Linked DNA regions of Pan troglodytes: region 1 is linked to region 2. Evidence: chromatin contacts called from public Hi-C data. All regions are on one chromosome and are shown on one strand. The core of a region is the stretch at or near the end of the contact, and the rest is flanking DNA. Distances in the headings are between cores, read along the strand shown.

Region 1 (6,889 bases), core at 2,389-4,888, 130 kb after region 2:
GGCCTCATCCAATCAGTTGAAGGCCTTAAGAACAAAGACTGAGGTTTCCCAAAGAAGAGGCAATTCAGCCTCCAGAATGCAACATAGAAACCGTGCTGTTTCCAACCTGTAGATTTCAGACTCAAGACCGCAACATCAATTCTTCTCCCATTTCTGACTGGCCAGCTCTACAAATTTCAGGCTTGTCAGCCCCCACAACCATGTGAGCCAATTTCTTAAAATAAATCTCTCTCTCTGCATATATAAATGTACCCCCGAGTGGGGTACAGCCACAGCAGCACGCAGAACAGACATGACTTCCTCATTCTGAACTCACGCAGTTATTAGAACAATGGAGCACCCCAGCCCTTCCCCGCCTCTGAGCACGATGTCTCTCAGGACCGAGAGCTGAGGCAGAGGCTGAATCAATGCCCCCATCCCAGAGACTCTTCTCAAGGGAGTGAGACCAAAGGGTGGGCTTTGCCAGGGGAAAGGGAATGTGACGGGGCCAGGCAGGGCCAGGTTTATGGGGATCTGCTCTTGAGGGTATGACTGCAGGTCCCCATGGTGCAGAGTCAGGGGTTGGGGCGATCCCTGGCCACAGAAGGATTGCTTTGGGGATCCATGGCCCAGACGCCGACCTCTTCCTTTCTCTGGTCTCCTGCCAGAATTCCTGTCAAATTTAGCTGCCTACAGCAGCCAGAGTGATTTTCCTAAAGTGTACATCGTGCCGTTGACGCCTTCCAAAGTCCTTCCCAGGCTTCCCCCATGACCCCATAAAGATAAAGCCCAAAAGCCTTTTCCACGACTTACAATGCTCTGTGTGACCTGGCCACAGCCAGCCCAGCCTCTCACATTGTGGAAGCTTTGAAGTATGTTATCAAACAGCATGTAGTCAGAAGCCCATGTTTACAAAAACTTAAAATAACTATATACGCATAGGAAATAACTACCGTCTACTGGAACTTGGGTCTGTGCCAGGCCACGATGTGCAGTACCTTACTGGATATCATCTTGTCATTCCTTGTTCCTTATAACAATTCCTAGTATCTCCTTTATAGAAGAAGAAACTGAGGCCCAGAGAGGCCCCCAGCTAGTGAGGGGCAGAGCCAGACTTGACCCCAGGTCCACCAAGACCAAAGTCCACGCTCTTCACTGCAGGCTGGTTGGTGCCTCTGTGCAAATGGAAGATAATAATAGCTCCCACCTCACAGGGCTGTCGTGAGGATTAAACAGGCTGAGATGTGTGTGTGAATGGGCTCTGAACAGCTCCTGGCATGGCGCAAGGGCTCAGGAAGTGTGCTGCCCCACAGCAGCCTGTGGGCAGCCCGGCCAGATCATACTCATAGATTCAGACTGATCTCTGGTACTAGGGTCATGGGTGATCATATTTTTTTTAACTTTTCCACAATGACCAGGTAATACTTGTGCATTTTTTTCTTTCTTTTTAAATTATTGTATGTATAGTGCTCTCAGTAAGCTGTCAGTTTCCTCAAAGCAGGCTTGTCGAAGTTTGAGTGGCCTCCCTGGTTCCCCCAAGGCCTGGCCCGGAGACCCCACACCCAGTGAAGGAACCTAACAGAAAACGGCTCAGAAGAGCCCCTCCTAGCCCAGGCACCCTGCCCACAGGCTTGGCAGGGGCGCTTGTTGGAGGGGTGGGCGCGGGTCAGTGCCAGGAACTGGCCTAAGCTAAGTCCCCAAAAGACACCGTGAGATGCTCTGTGGCTCTTCCGGACCCCAGGGGAGAGGTGGGAGCAGCCGTGATGCCTGCGACCTCCGGCCCTGAATCCACCAACAGCTGTGACCACTTCAGCTATTTTAAACCTCTGGGCACCAGGAAACTCCTGTCTCATCAACCAGGCTCTGGGCCCAACATGATGGCCTGAGCCCGGGCAGGAGTCCTGAGTGTGGATGGCCAGGTCTGAATTGGGTTTTTAAGGGGAGGGGGCTTCATTTCTCGAGCCTTGTGCCAGGCTCTGTGCTAGTATTTTCTGCACCTTGTTGTCTCGTTTAATACCGTCCTTACACCGTGCTGAGGGATCAGTTACTTCACAGAGGCAGAAAATGGGGCTCCGAATGGCAGGGTACCTGGCTCAAGGCGGCACAAAAGCAGAGCTGGGCCTAGAACTGCGACTTCCTTATCTACAAAGCATGGACAGCATTCTGCCCCTGCCCTCACTCGGCCTTGTCCCCTGCCTCCACCCCAGTGGCCCTGCAAGCTCCTCCCTCTGCCACTCTTAGGAGCTCTGCAACCCAGAGTCAATTCCCCCACCTCCTCACAGCTCACTTTCTTCATCTGTAAAGTGGCGGAGTTACTGGGAGGGTTCAGTGATCTAACTCTAATACATGAAAAGAGCCGCTTGGAACAGTGCCTGACCCACAGAAAGAACGCAGTAAGTGCCCGCTCTTACTCCAGCTCCCCTGGGTATTGCGGTCTGATGTTATCACTACCTTGCCCAGTGTCCTGTTATGAGCTGCCCGGGGTCTCCGTCAGTGGGGGGTACAGTGTCCTCCCCCACTCTGGCCCCAGTCTCCCCATGAGTCAAATGAAAGTTACAGCCCCAGGAAGGTGAGAACCCTGGTGGGTGCCCATTATCTGTCACACAGTAAGGGCTCCAGAGTCACTCATGGCAGAGGGGTGCCCAGACACGAGCTCACCTCTGGGGGCACCTCGAAGTCTCTCCAAGCTATACAAGTTTTGTCCCAGTTTGGCAGGTGGCCACCCGAGAGATTCCTCCTGATTGGAGGATGTGCTCAGCCGGGTGCCTGGAGTTCATCAGAAGTTACTGGCCTCGGCCGGGCGCTGTGGCTCACGCCTGTAATCCTAGCACTTTGGGAGGCCGAGGCAGGTAGATCACCTGAGATCAGGAGTTCAAAACCAGCCTGGCCAACATGGAGAAACCCCGTCTCTACTAAAAATACAAAATTAGCTGGGTGTGGTGGTGCCTGCCTGTAATCCCAGCTACTTGGGAGGCTGAGGCAGGAGAATCAATTAAACCTGGGAGGCGGAGGTTGCAATGAGCTGAGATGGCGCCATTGTACTCCAGCCTGGGCAACAAGAGGAAAACTCTGTCTCAAAAAAAAAAAAAAAAAAAAAAAAAACAGTTACTGGCCTCTCCCTGGGTCTGTGAGCTGTGCCTTTGGGGGACAAATGACCTCCTGGCTAAAACTCGGGCCTTCCCTCTTCCCCACTCACATTCCTCCCAAATCCCTGCCACTCAGAAGCAGCTGGGCTCTTCACCACCTCCTAATTTGGGCCGCCTCAGGGAGAAGGTTGGAGTCCAAGGGCTGGGTATATCAGCACTGGGCACTTGTGGGCCTCACCCCTCTTGTCTGGGGGCACCCCTTCCTGGAGCTCCATCTTCCATCAGCCCTAACTCCTTCCCAAACACACATCCCCTCCGCCCCACTCCTTCCCTCCCACGGCCTCTGCCCACCCCCCCTCAGTTTCTGTCCTCACCTACCAAAGACCACTTCCTCACACAGGGCTGATGTATGTGTCTGAACAGCACTCCCACTGGGTCCCAGGGGAAGGGCTGGGACGTGGGAGGGGCTGGCCGAGGCCCGCACTGATTGTCATCCTACATCTCAGCCTCTGTGAGACACACGATGACCTCTGTGTGGCACCCCCCTTCCCTTGGTGGCCCAGGCCAGAACCGGGTCCCTAATCCTTACCCCTCTCCTCTCCCTCCACCCACACATCCTGTCAGTCACCAGGTGCCACCAAAATCCCAGTCCCTAAGCAGTGGCCGGGTCAGTCCCCACCTCTCCAGCTCTGGCCACAGCCAGGGGCTTCCTTGCCCCTCCCCAGCCCAGAATGACCCATTTCACGAGCACACCCGACCACGGCTCGCGGAGACAACCACTCCAGGCTCCCATCTCCCACCCTCCAATGCCTTGGCTTGGCGTCCTGGTCTCCGTCAGCTGCCGGGTTCCCCATCCCCACCGCTTCCCATTTTCTCTATGGTGAGGTTCATCTGACTGTTGGGGGATGGGGGTACCGGGCTGCACCCGGCTTTGCACAGGCAGCTCCCTCTCCTCGCCTTTAATTTGCAAACGCCTCCTTTAAGAAGGTTCCAGGATCGTCTTCTCTGGGAAGGCTTCCTGGCCCCCAGGCTGGGTTAGGGCACCCTCTTTGTGTTCCCACATTTGCATTTTCAGCCCCACTGGGCTGGGGCGTCCGGAGGGGAGCTAGGGCCCTCCAACACCTAGGCGCCCACCGAAGGTTTGTCGAATGAAAGAATGACAATCCAACCATGGAAAGCACAAAACTGGTCCCTGATGACTTCGCCACGACCTCAGCGGGGCGGGACGAGTTAGGGGCGGGACCACGCTTGACGGACAGGCCCGCAGCCCACTGCGAGAGGACTGGGGCGGGCCGCCCCGCCCACCGGCCACTGGATAAGGCTGCGCGCGGGGCCGTGGGGCGCAGGCTGCCGGAGAAGGGGCACCTGCTGCAGGTGCTCCCGGCCGCCCCGGACCAGCGAGCGCGGGCACTGCGGCGGGGAGGATGCTGCGCGAGCGGACCGTGCGGCTGCAGTACGGGAGCCGCGTGGAGGCGGTGTACGTGCTGGGCACCTACCTCTGGACCGATGTCTACAGGTGAGCCGGCCCACCGTGATGCCCGGGCCGAGATCCCGAGCCCAGAAATCCTGAGACGCGCTCAGACTCGGGGACGTGGACAGCCTTTGTCCAGCCCGAGTTGTCCCTCATCCCGAGCCCCCGAGCCCAGAAATCCTAAGAATCTCATCCAGAAACCTGACAACCCCCGAACCTTGTGTCCACCTTCCTGAAACCCTGAGACTCTCCCAGACCCCCTAACACAGCCTCAGCCCCAGCTCCCTCACGACCCCTTTCACAGACCCTCCCTTTCACCCGTAACCCTCCGTCTGGCCCTCTCCAGTTCTCCTCCCGGGGGACCTCACACCCCTTCAGCTTCCCTGCCGTCCTCTCCCCTTTCACTTCCCCTCCGCACATCACTTCCCCTCGGACCCACCTCAACCCAGCCCCTCTCCTGCTTCCCACTCCCAGTTCAGCGGAGCTTCCGCGGAGACTTGCCGGGGACTGGGGCAGGACCCGAAGGGAGCTGCCCTGAGGCTGAATCTGGCCCTGGAGGTTACTCAGGCTCCGATTTCTCCCTGTGGGGGCTGCTGGTGGTTGCTTGTCCCCAGGCACTGGCCCTGAGCTCCGTGTCCCCAGATACCTTCCCCTGACTTCATTCTGAGACCACAGAGGGACAATATTCTACCCAGCTGACGACGGGGACTTGGGGTGTATAGCGGGGTACTTTGTTGGAAAAGGATCCTGATTCAGAGTTCTGCTCCCTCCCCTTCTCTCTGTCCAAGAACTTGGTAGAGTGCGGGATGTCCGAGACAGCTGAAGGTAGGGTAGGGCCCTACCACTCCCCCCGCAATCCCAGAAAGCAGCCAAGTCCAATGATCTGTCTCCCTGAGTAATGGGACGGGGCCTTGGAAAGGTGTGGCTGGTGTGAATGAAAGGGTGGGGTTATGCTGGGGTTTGATCTGCCCCCTCTATTCCAAGCATTTAAAACCTCCCCATTGCTAGGGTTGGAGGGGTCAGTGCTGGGGGCAGGGAGCATGCAGGACTCTGAGGTGGGACCCTGTGCTGACACCGGATAAGTCCCCTGTCCTCTCTGCCTCAAGCTGAACTCACACGGAGGCACCATCGTGGTTTATGGCTCTCAAATCATCCTGACACCTGGAGCACCCTGCCTCTCCCAGGCCCCCACCAACCCATCATGTGTCTCCCCACACAGCCCTGGCAGCCCTCCCACCTGCCCAACCAGTCTCCTGCCACCAGTGCAGAGGCACTGGCCACGCTGATACCAACAAGCCCCAGGACTAGGGACCCACTCCATGCCTCTGTCCCTGGCCTCAACCTCTGCCTTCCCCTGGGCCTGGGCTTCAGTTGTCCCCCATGTAAACCTCAGAGGTGGACTGGGTGGTCTCTGAGAACAAGAACACAGCAGTGGAGGGTGGTCCAGGCTCTGGTGGGGTGGAAGAGCTCCCCTGCCTTCCCCACCCCCAGCCCTGAACTGGTCGCCGCTAGGGAGTGGGCGCGGAGCCAGAGTGCTCAGGTCTCTAAGCCTCAGCTGTCACCATACCCACCTGTTTATTTGCTGGGGCATGGTTGGTGCCGCCTGAAAAGCTGGCATGATCCTCCCAGTCGGGGGTGGGGAGCAAAGGAGGGTTCCTGCTCAGGCGCCCTGCTATGGCTCTATCCTGGCAAAGAGAGGCCCAGCTGGGGTAGGGGCAGGGAGTGGGGCAGATATGGACTCAGCCTCCCTCTAGCAGGGGGCAGCAGTGTGACGATTCCCCTTGTCCTGTCTCAACGACCACAAAGACCCTCACCCCCACCGGCACTTAAGGTTCTCCACCACCACAGAGAGGGGCAGTGCGTTCTAGACCAGTACTGTCCAGAAAAGTCCAGTTTGAACCACAACAAAACCACAATTGCATTTTAAATCTTCTAGTAGTCCACATTTTTTAAAGTTAAAACAACAGGCATAATTTTAATAATATATTTTGTTTAACCCAATATTTTAGAATATTATCATTTCAACATGCAATCAATATAAAAATTATTAAGGAAATGGTTTACCTTCCTTTTTTCATGCTAAGTCTTTGTAATCCAGTGCACATTTTACACTTCAGCACATCTCAGCGTAGATTGAGTGCATCTCAGGTGCTCACTGGCCACCGTGCTGGTGGCCACTGTCCGAGACAGAACAGGTCTAGTGCAGAGTTTCTCAATCTCGCACTATTGCATTTTGGGCTCGATATTTCTTTGTTGTAGTGGGATGTTTAGTGGCATCCCTGACCTCTGTCCCCTAGATGCCAGTAGCAACCCCCAAATTGTGACAACCAAAAATGTCGCCAGACAGTGCCAG
Region 2 (6,722 bases), core at 3,184-5,683:
ACCTGCCCGGGGTACCTTAGTGATGGGCTCCCTGCCTTCTGTCTTTTCCATGTGCTGTTACTTGAGGTCATTCTGAGGTGCGAGAGCTGTGCACCCGCTCAGGTCAAGGTTGCCCCCTCTTCGAGGTGTCTTGGAGAACAGACTCAGCTGCCCTCTAGGCTGCTGTGTGCGTTGGGCCCCTCTGCAGCCATGCAGACGGGACCTGACCCTTCCAGGACCTTCTGACTGCAGGGCTTACACAGCCGTGCATCTGAGAACACCTGGAGCTCTGGGGCCCTTAGAGCCAAGTCTGCCAGCACAGAGGCGCCACAAGCCCCACCAGGACCTCCAATCCAGGCGAGTCTCAGCACCTCTGTGACTCAGTTTCTTCTTCACCAATAGTCAGAGATCCTTCGTTTGAATTGGAAGACCTAGTTTCTAGTTTTAGCTCTGTCCCTAACTCACTATGTAACCCTGAGCAAGTCATTTCACACTCCGGGCCTCAGTTTCCCCAACTAAAAAATGAAGTGGTGTGTAAGACCCCAGAGATGTCTCACTGAACCAGCCTGGGGACTGCTCTCCAAGCCCACCTGTGATGAATCCCAAAGGTGACCAGCTTCGCGGGCCCCTCAGCCACATGAGCAGCCACAACCCAACAGACTCCAGGAAGCATCTCCACATGTTATGGGAAAGCCCAGTGGGAATGGGTCCAGTCTGTTCTTACCACTGGGCCAATGACAGAGGCCCTGAGGATGGCCCTCCCCACCAGAGGTCATCCTGGGATTTTGATTTTGCCCATTAAGAATGAAACTGGGCCAGACACGGTGGCTCTCACCTGTAATCCCAACACTTTGGGAGGCTCAGGCAGGCAGATCACTTGAGCCCAGGAGTTCAAGACCAGCCTGGGCAACATGGCAAAACCCCATCTCTACAAAACATGCAAAAATTAGTCAGGGATGGTGGTGCACGCCTGTAGTCCCAGCTACTCGGAGGCTGAGGCGGGAGGATAGCTTGATCCTGGGGAGGTCCAGGCTGCAGTAAGCCAAGATTGCACCACTGTATTCCAGCCTGGGCAACAGAGTGAGACCCTGTCTTCAACAAAAAAAAAAAAAAAAAAGAAGAAAAGAAAGCAGCTTTCTTCCTGCACCAAGACTTTGTGCTAAGGTTTGTGCTGATGCCTGAGCCTTGAGAAAGAGCTGTGTGGAACCAAGCAAACCACCTGGGCTGTGGAACTTGATGGGATCTGGGTTCAAGCCCTACAGCCCTGTGGGATAGCACTTGTCAGACCACCATCCCGCTGAGCCTGCCTCCAGTTGCAGGGAGGAGTTAATCAGCCACCAGATGCCCAGTGCATGGCTCAGTGCACCAGGGTACCCTTCCTTCCCTTTCCCCATCCTAAGACTCACTGCTCAAGAAAGAAAAGCCCCCATACCATGCCTGGGTCATCTCCAATTCATGGAAAGGCAAGAAGATAAAGTTGAATCCACTGCCACAGATAGAGAGGCCCAACGGACTTGCTTGTCCTCATCCTTCAAGGGTCTGATTGGTGCCCCTCCTCCAGGAAGCCTGCCCTGACTCAGCCATGAGTCAGATGTAAATTTCGCTTTTCTCAACTCCTTCTCCCAATACGGTCCAGAGACTGTTCCCCAGACATCCTGCATATGGCAGGTTTGGGGATGCTTGAGGCTGTCCACAGGCCCAGGACAAAGCCTTAAACTGATGATGATGATAATGGTGACAGTTAACATAACTGAATGTTCACCACAAATCAGTATTAGTTACATGCTTTGCACACACAATCTCATTCAATGCCCCTAACTGCCCTTTGAAGTAAGGCCAAACTGAGTTACATCCTGGCTCTGCCACTCACTGGCCATGTGACCTTGGACAAGTTGTTTAACCTCTCTGTGCCTTTGTTTTCTTATCTATAAAATGACGATGATGACAGTGCCCACTTGAGAATTTTGTGAGAATTAGTTAACATATGGAAAGCGCTTACAGGCACTGCTGGGGAGTGGCATTCAGTGCCATTGCTGATATTATTATCATCCCCAGGCAACAGGTGAGGAAACAGAGACTCAGAGAAGTTAAAGGAGTTTCCCACGGTCAGAGAGCCGGGAAGTTGCAGAGCCAGGACTGAGCCACAACATCTACTGCCCTTTCTCTTGTTGGCCCGCAGGCTGAGGACCCAGGATTGTTACATCACGGCACCTCCAAGCCGGGAGGGACCTCAGAACTAACTCAGTCCTGCTCCCCTTTCCAGAAAGGAGTCCTTTCTGTGGCACCCTTGTAAGAAGATTGTCCAGCCTCTGCTGGCTTCTCAGAGAGGAGGGGCTGCTTGTGCTCCCCTGTATGTGTCCCCAGAGCCTGTGCTCATCCTTCAAGGCTCTGAATGGTACACACACTAGACCCAAAAGAAATACTTGAAGAATATGTGAATGAACGAACTAGGAGCTCTCCACTCCCACCCCTGGGGGGTTTGGCCACCAGGGCCCAAGAATCCCTCATTTGAAGGTATCAGAGCTTCCATCCCCCACCCTGTGGCTGTCCCACCCATGGCCTTCTCTGCAAACCTCCAGTGTGGCTCAGGTGACTCCAGGAAGCTATGGCCTTTATCTCTTATTGCCCCAATCCATCCTCTATCCTCTAAGGAAGCTCTGCGGGGGAGGAGCCAGGCCCAGGCTTCCTGGGGCAGGTCAAACCGGAGACACATCTGCCCAACGGGCACGAGGCAGCAGGGGCAGGTGAGTCACCCCATGGCACGCAGCCCAGTCACCCCATGGCAGGCAGGCAGTGGTGCCAAGTGGCAGATACCCCTCCTTCCTCATTACCTCCGTGGCACAGCCTCTGTGGCTGCCCCTTCCTTCAAGAACCACTGAATCCCCTTCCTCCTCCTACTGCCCACCCACCAATACCAGGATTTATTTCCTGGACTGGCTCTGCTCCCGACTTAGTTCCCTCCCATGACCAGCTCCTCACCCCCTCTCATCCAATGCCCTGGATCAACCCCATCGCTGCTCCCAACTAAGTTCGCCCTGATTTTTCGAGTCTTAGTCTCGGAGACTCGTTCTCAATGGGTGGGCTATTTTCTTCCCACCCCAGGGCACATTTGGCAATGTCTGGGGACATTTTTGGTTGTCACAACTTGGGAGTATGCTGCTGGTATCTAGCAAAAGAGAGGCACAGAATGCTGCTCTCCATCCTACAGTGCACAGGGTGGCCCCCATGACAAAGAGGTATCGTGACAGTAGTGCTGAGGTTGAGAAACCTGGCCTGAGGAGGGGGCTGGGAGACTTGAGAGGTGGGAGCTGTCCCACAGTTCTGCACCCACCCCTCCCAGTATCCTGATTACCTCCAAGCCAGGACCCTGGAGACTCCCCAAAAGCCTAAGAAGCCAGCCCCCTGGTGGTCCCCAGAGCCCAGCTCCTAAAACCCTACCCTAACCCTCTTTTCTTCCTAAGAGAGAGAAGATAAGGCCTTACCTCCCTCTACCATGGGCCTCAAAGGCATGACCTGGCACACCGTAGGAGCATAATGCATGGGCATTGAGTGTCTGGAGGAAACCAGGTTGGAAATCTTTATTTTCCAAGTATCAGAGCAGCTAAAACCATAAGACTCCTGAGTAAGACCACAAGCAGGTTTAAACCCTGGCTTTGCCACTTAGTAACTGTGTGACTTGAGCGAATGGCTTGCCCTCTCTGCCTCGGTTTTCTCATTTGTCTGATGAGATGATGCTAATAATAAGCCTAGCTCACAGGGTTGTTGTAAGGGTTAAATTCAAGATTAAAGTTCGAAAGTTAACTCAAGAGGCTTGTGAAGCTCTTAGAATAGTGCCTGGCACATGGTAAGTGCTATGTATTAACTTATTTTTTAAAAATGATTCATGCTCTGTTTCTAGGCTCATAGGCTCAGGATGGGGCTGGGGATATCTGCCTGTTCCTATTCTTGTGTGCCCCAGACAGATCCTCAGCCCAACCTGCAGGATCCCTTGGACATAGAAAAGTGCCATCTCTTCGCGGCACCAGCCCCCTCCAAGCCCCCGGTCTGGAGCTCAGCCACTGAAGCCTCTTCTACCCGGCTCAGCCTCCCAAACTTCAAATTCCCTGGCTAAGGTCTTCAGGAAACTCAGTGGACCAAGAGGAGGACCCAAGCTTCCCTGATTGGCTGCTGTTCCGAGGCCAAGGCTGGGGAGTGGGCCCTGAAGAAGCCCTGCCCAGCCTGCAGGGAGGAAGGTCCAAGGGCATCAGCACCAAGGGCCTGCAAACCACTAGGCCTCTGACTCTTACCCATAAATGTCCACGAGGGTCTCCACGCCAGCCACACACACCGCGCTGGTGGGATGCTCCAGGGACACACGCACGATTCTCTGCAGCGACATGCTGGTGTTGGACTTAGCTGTGGCCGCCAACCCCAACACTGCCCCTGAGGCCCCTTAGGATGAGGTTTAAAAGCCCCTGGCCCCACCCCTCCAGCCCAGGGTGCCAATTCATTGGCTCCAGTCATGAAAGCCCAGCCCCTTCCCAGAGCTGAGAGCTCAGGATTGGCTGGAAGGGACCCAGTATTTGTATACGAACCTGTTGTCCCGACCCCGGCACCCAGGAAGTTAATTTCTTGGAAAGCAAGTCCCCACAGGTACCTGGGTAGGCACCAGGAACTGTTGGGGGCAGGTGCTGTTGAGGGGGTGCAGAGATATATGATATTGATCTCGGACGCTTCTTGCTTCCTCACCTCCATTTTCTGCATTTTCAGAGACTATAATGGGGAGCTTTCTTACTCTGCTGGGGAAGCTGGTGAAAATGCGGATTCCCAGGTCTGTTGTCCACTCTGATCCAGCAGTTAGGGGTGCAGCCTGGCCTCTGGATTTTTTTTTTTTTTTTTTTTTTTTTTTTTTTTTTGAGACGGAGTTTCACTCTTGTTGCCCAGGCTGGAATGCAATGGTGCGATCTCGGCTCACGGCAACCTTCGCCTCCCAGGTTCAAGCAATTCTCCTGCCTCAGCCTCCCGAGTAGCTGGGATTATAGGCGTGTGCCACCACTCCCGGCTAATTTTGTATTTTTAGTAGAGACGGGGTTTTTCCATGTTGGTCAGGCTGGTCTTGAACTCCAGACCTCAGGTGATCCGCCTGCCTCGGCCTCCCAAAGTGCTGGGATTACAGGCATGAGCCACAGCACCCGGCCCTCTGGATTTTTTAATAAGCACCCCCAAAGCATTTTGGTGCCCTTTGAGAAACACCAACTTTTTTTTTTTTTTTTTAATGGATTTTAGAGCGAGACCTGGGTTTCAGCCCTGCCTCAGCTGCTTCCTGGATGGGCGACCTTGGGCAAGTTTCTTTTTTTTTTTTTTTTTTGAGACAGAGTTTCGCTCTGTCACCCAGGCTAGAGTGCAGTGGCGCGATCTCGGCTCACTGCAAGCTCCACTTCCCGGGTTCATGCCATTCTTCTGCCTCAGCCTCCCGAGTAGCTGGGACTACAGGCACCTGCCACGGCTCCCGGCTAATTATTTGTATTTTTAATAGAGGCGGGGTTTCACCGTGTTAGTCAGGATGGTCTCGATCTCCTGACCTCTTGATCCACCCGACTTGGCCTCCCAAAGTACTGGGATTACAGGCGTGAGCCACCATGCCCGGCCGGGCAAGTTTCTTAATTGTTCGTGCCTCACTTTTCTCGTCTGAAAAATGGTTGCTGTGAGGCCTCAGGGGCCAGCGTTGGTAGAGCTCTGGTATGGAGCTTGGCGTTATTGTATTACTATTGTTGCTGTTATTAGGTCCCAAAAACCTCTGAAAGCGGTAAATGATGGGGGTGAGAACTCTCTCCAGCCAGGGGGAGCTTGGCATGTCAGAGTAGGAAAGCTCAGTCGTCAGGTGGGAAACTGAAGTCAGAGGGGCATTCAGGCTCCTGGAAGAGCAGGAGCAAGGGCTCTAGGGAGAGAAGTCTTGGGTTCAGAGGCAGGCTCCACCGTGCACCCACAATAGGGCCTTGGGTGTCAGTGTCCCCCCTCTTGGAGACTCGGTTTCCTCATCTGTAGAAAATGCAGCTAATCACTGGCCCTGGGGGAGATAATAGTGAAGACGCACCCTGCCTGGCGGAGGCTCAGGAGGTGCTGAATAGAGGTTTCCTCCCTTCTCCCTGGCAGTGCTGACAGCCTGAGACAGGATGGGGACCAGGACCCGCTCCCCAGCATCTCCAGCTGGGACATCTGCACCAGTTCAAGGGCCTCAACAGGACCCTGAGATTGTCATTCCCATGTCTCAGTTTTTGGGAAAGATGTTCTTTTCAAGGAGAACTGCTGGACTTCTGGGTCAAGGGACAGCTTCACTTTTTTCAGCTGTGGAATGGCTTGATGGCTGAGTCAGCCTTGGGAGCCCTGGGTAAGAGTTCGAGCTCAGGAGGAAGCCTTAGTCTCCCTAGCCTTCTTGTGAGCACAGATGGGGAATAGATGCAGAAAGTAGGGGCTTTCCCTGGGGTGCTGGCCCACTACCTGCCTCTTTCTCGGAGAACTGTATATGTCTTTGGAAGGAGACTCATGCCTTCACTTCTCCTCTGTTAATACCAACTTTTAGAAACAGGTTTGTGGTTAATTCAGACTAAAGTGTCAATGACTAATAGGCAGCAGCTTTTTGCCCTCTTACTCCACAACAAAAGCTAAAATAAAGTGAGTGAGTATCAAAGGGTGTAATTTGAGGCAGCAGCAAATGTGTAGGATGAGAGGGTGATGATTTCAGGCATCCAAAATCAGACCACTGA

The links. A called contact is a pair of places that touch in the nucleus more often than the background predicts.
Region 1: a Hi-C map of stem cell-derived neural progenitor cells shows a contact between it and region 2, with 4 times the contacts expected there. The contact joins the promoter of PADI2 here to the promoter of PADI3 in region 2. A contact is called at or near these places in 5 of 7 Hi-C or Micro-C datasets (blood, induced pluripotent stem cells, a lymphoblastoid cell line and 1 more) and 1 of 1 other capture datasets (stem cell-derived neural stem cells).

Annotation. Positions count from the first base shown.
Region 1 is chr1:214,090,521-214,097,409 of NHGRI_mPanTro3-v2.0_pri, forward strand. It overlaps PADI2 (peptidyl arginine deiminase 2), which reads left to right and starts at 3,639. Exons shown (of 16, transcript XM_513113.9): 1 at 3,639-4,581. The coding sequence starts at 4,490.
Region 2 is chr1:213,960,708-213,967,429 of NHGRI_mPanTro3-v2.0_pri, forward strand. PADI3 (peptidyl arginine deiminase 3) reads right to left here and starts at 4,434. Exons shown (of 16, transcript XM_524563.7): 1 at 4,266-4,434. The coding sequence starts at 4,357.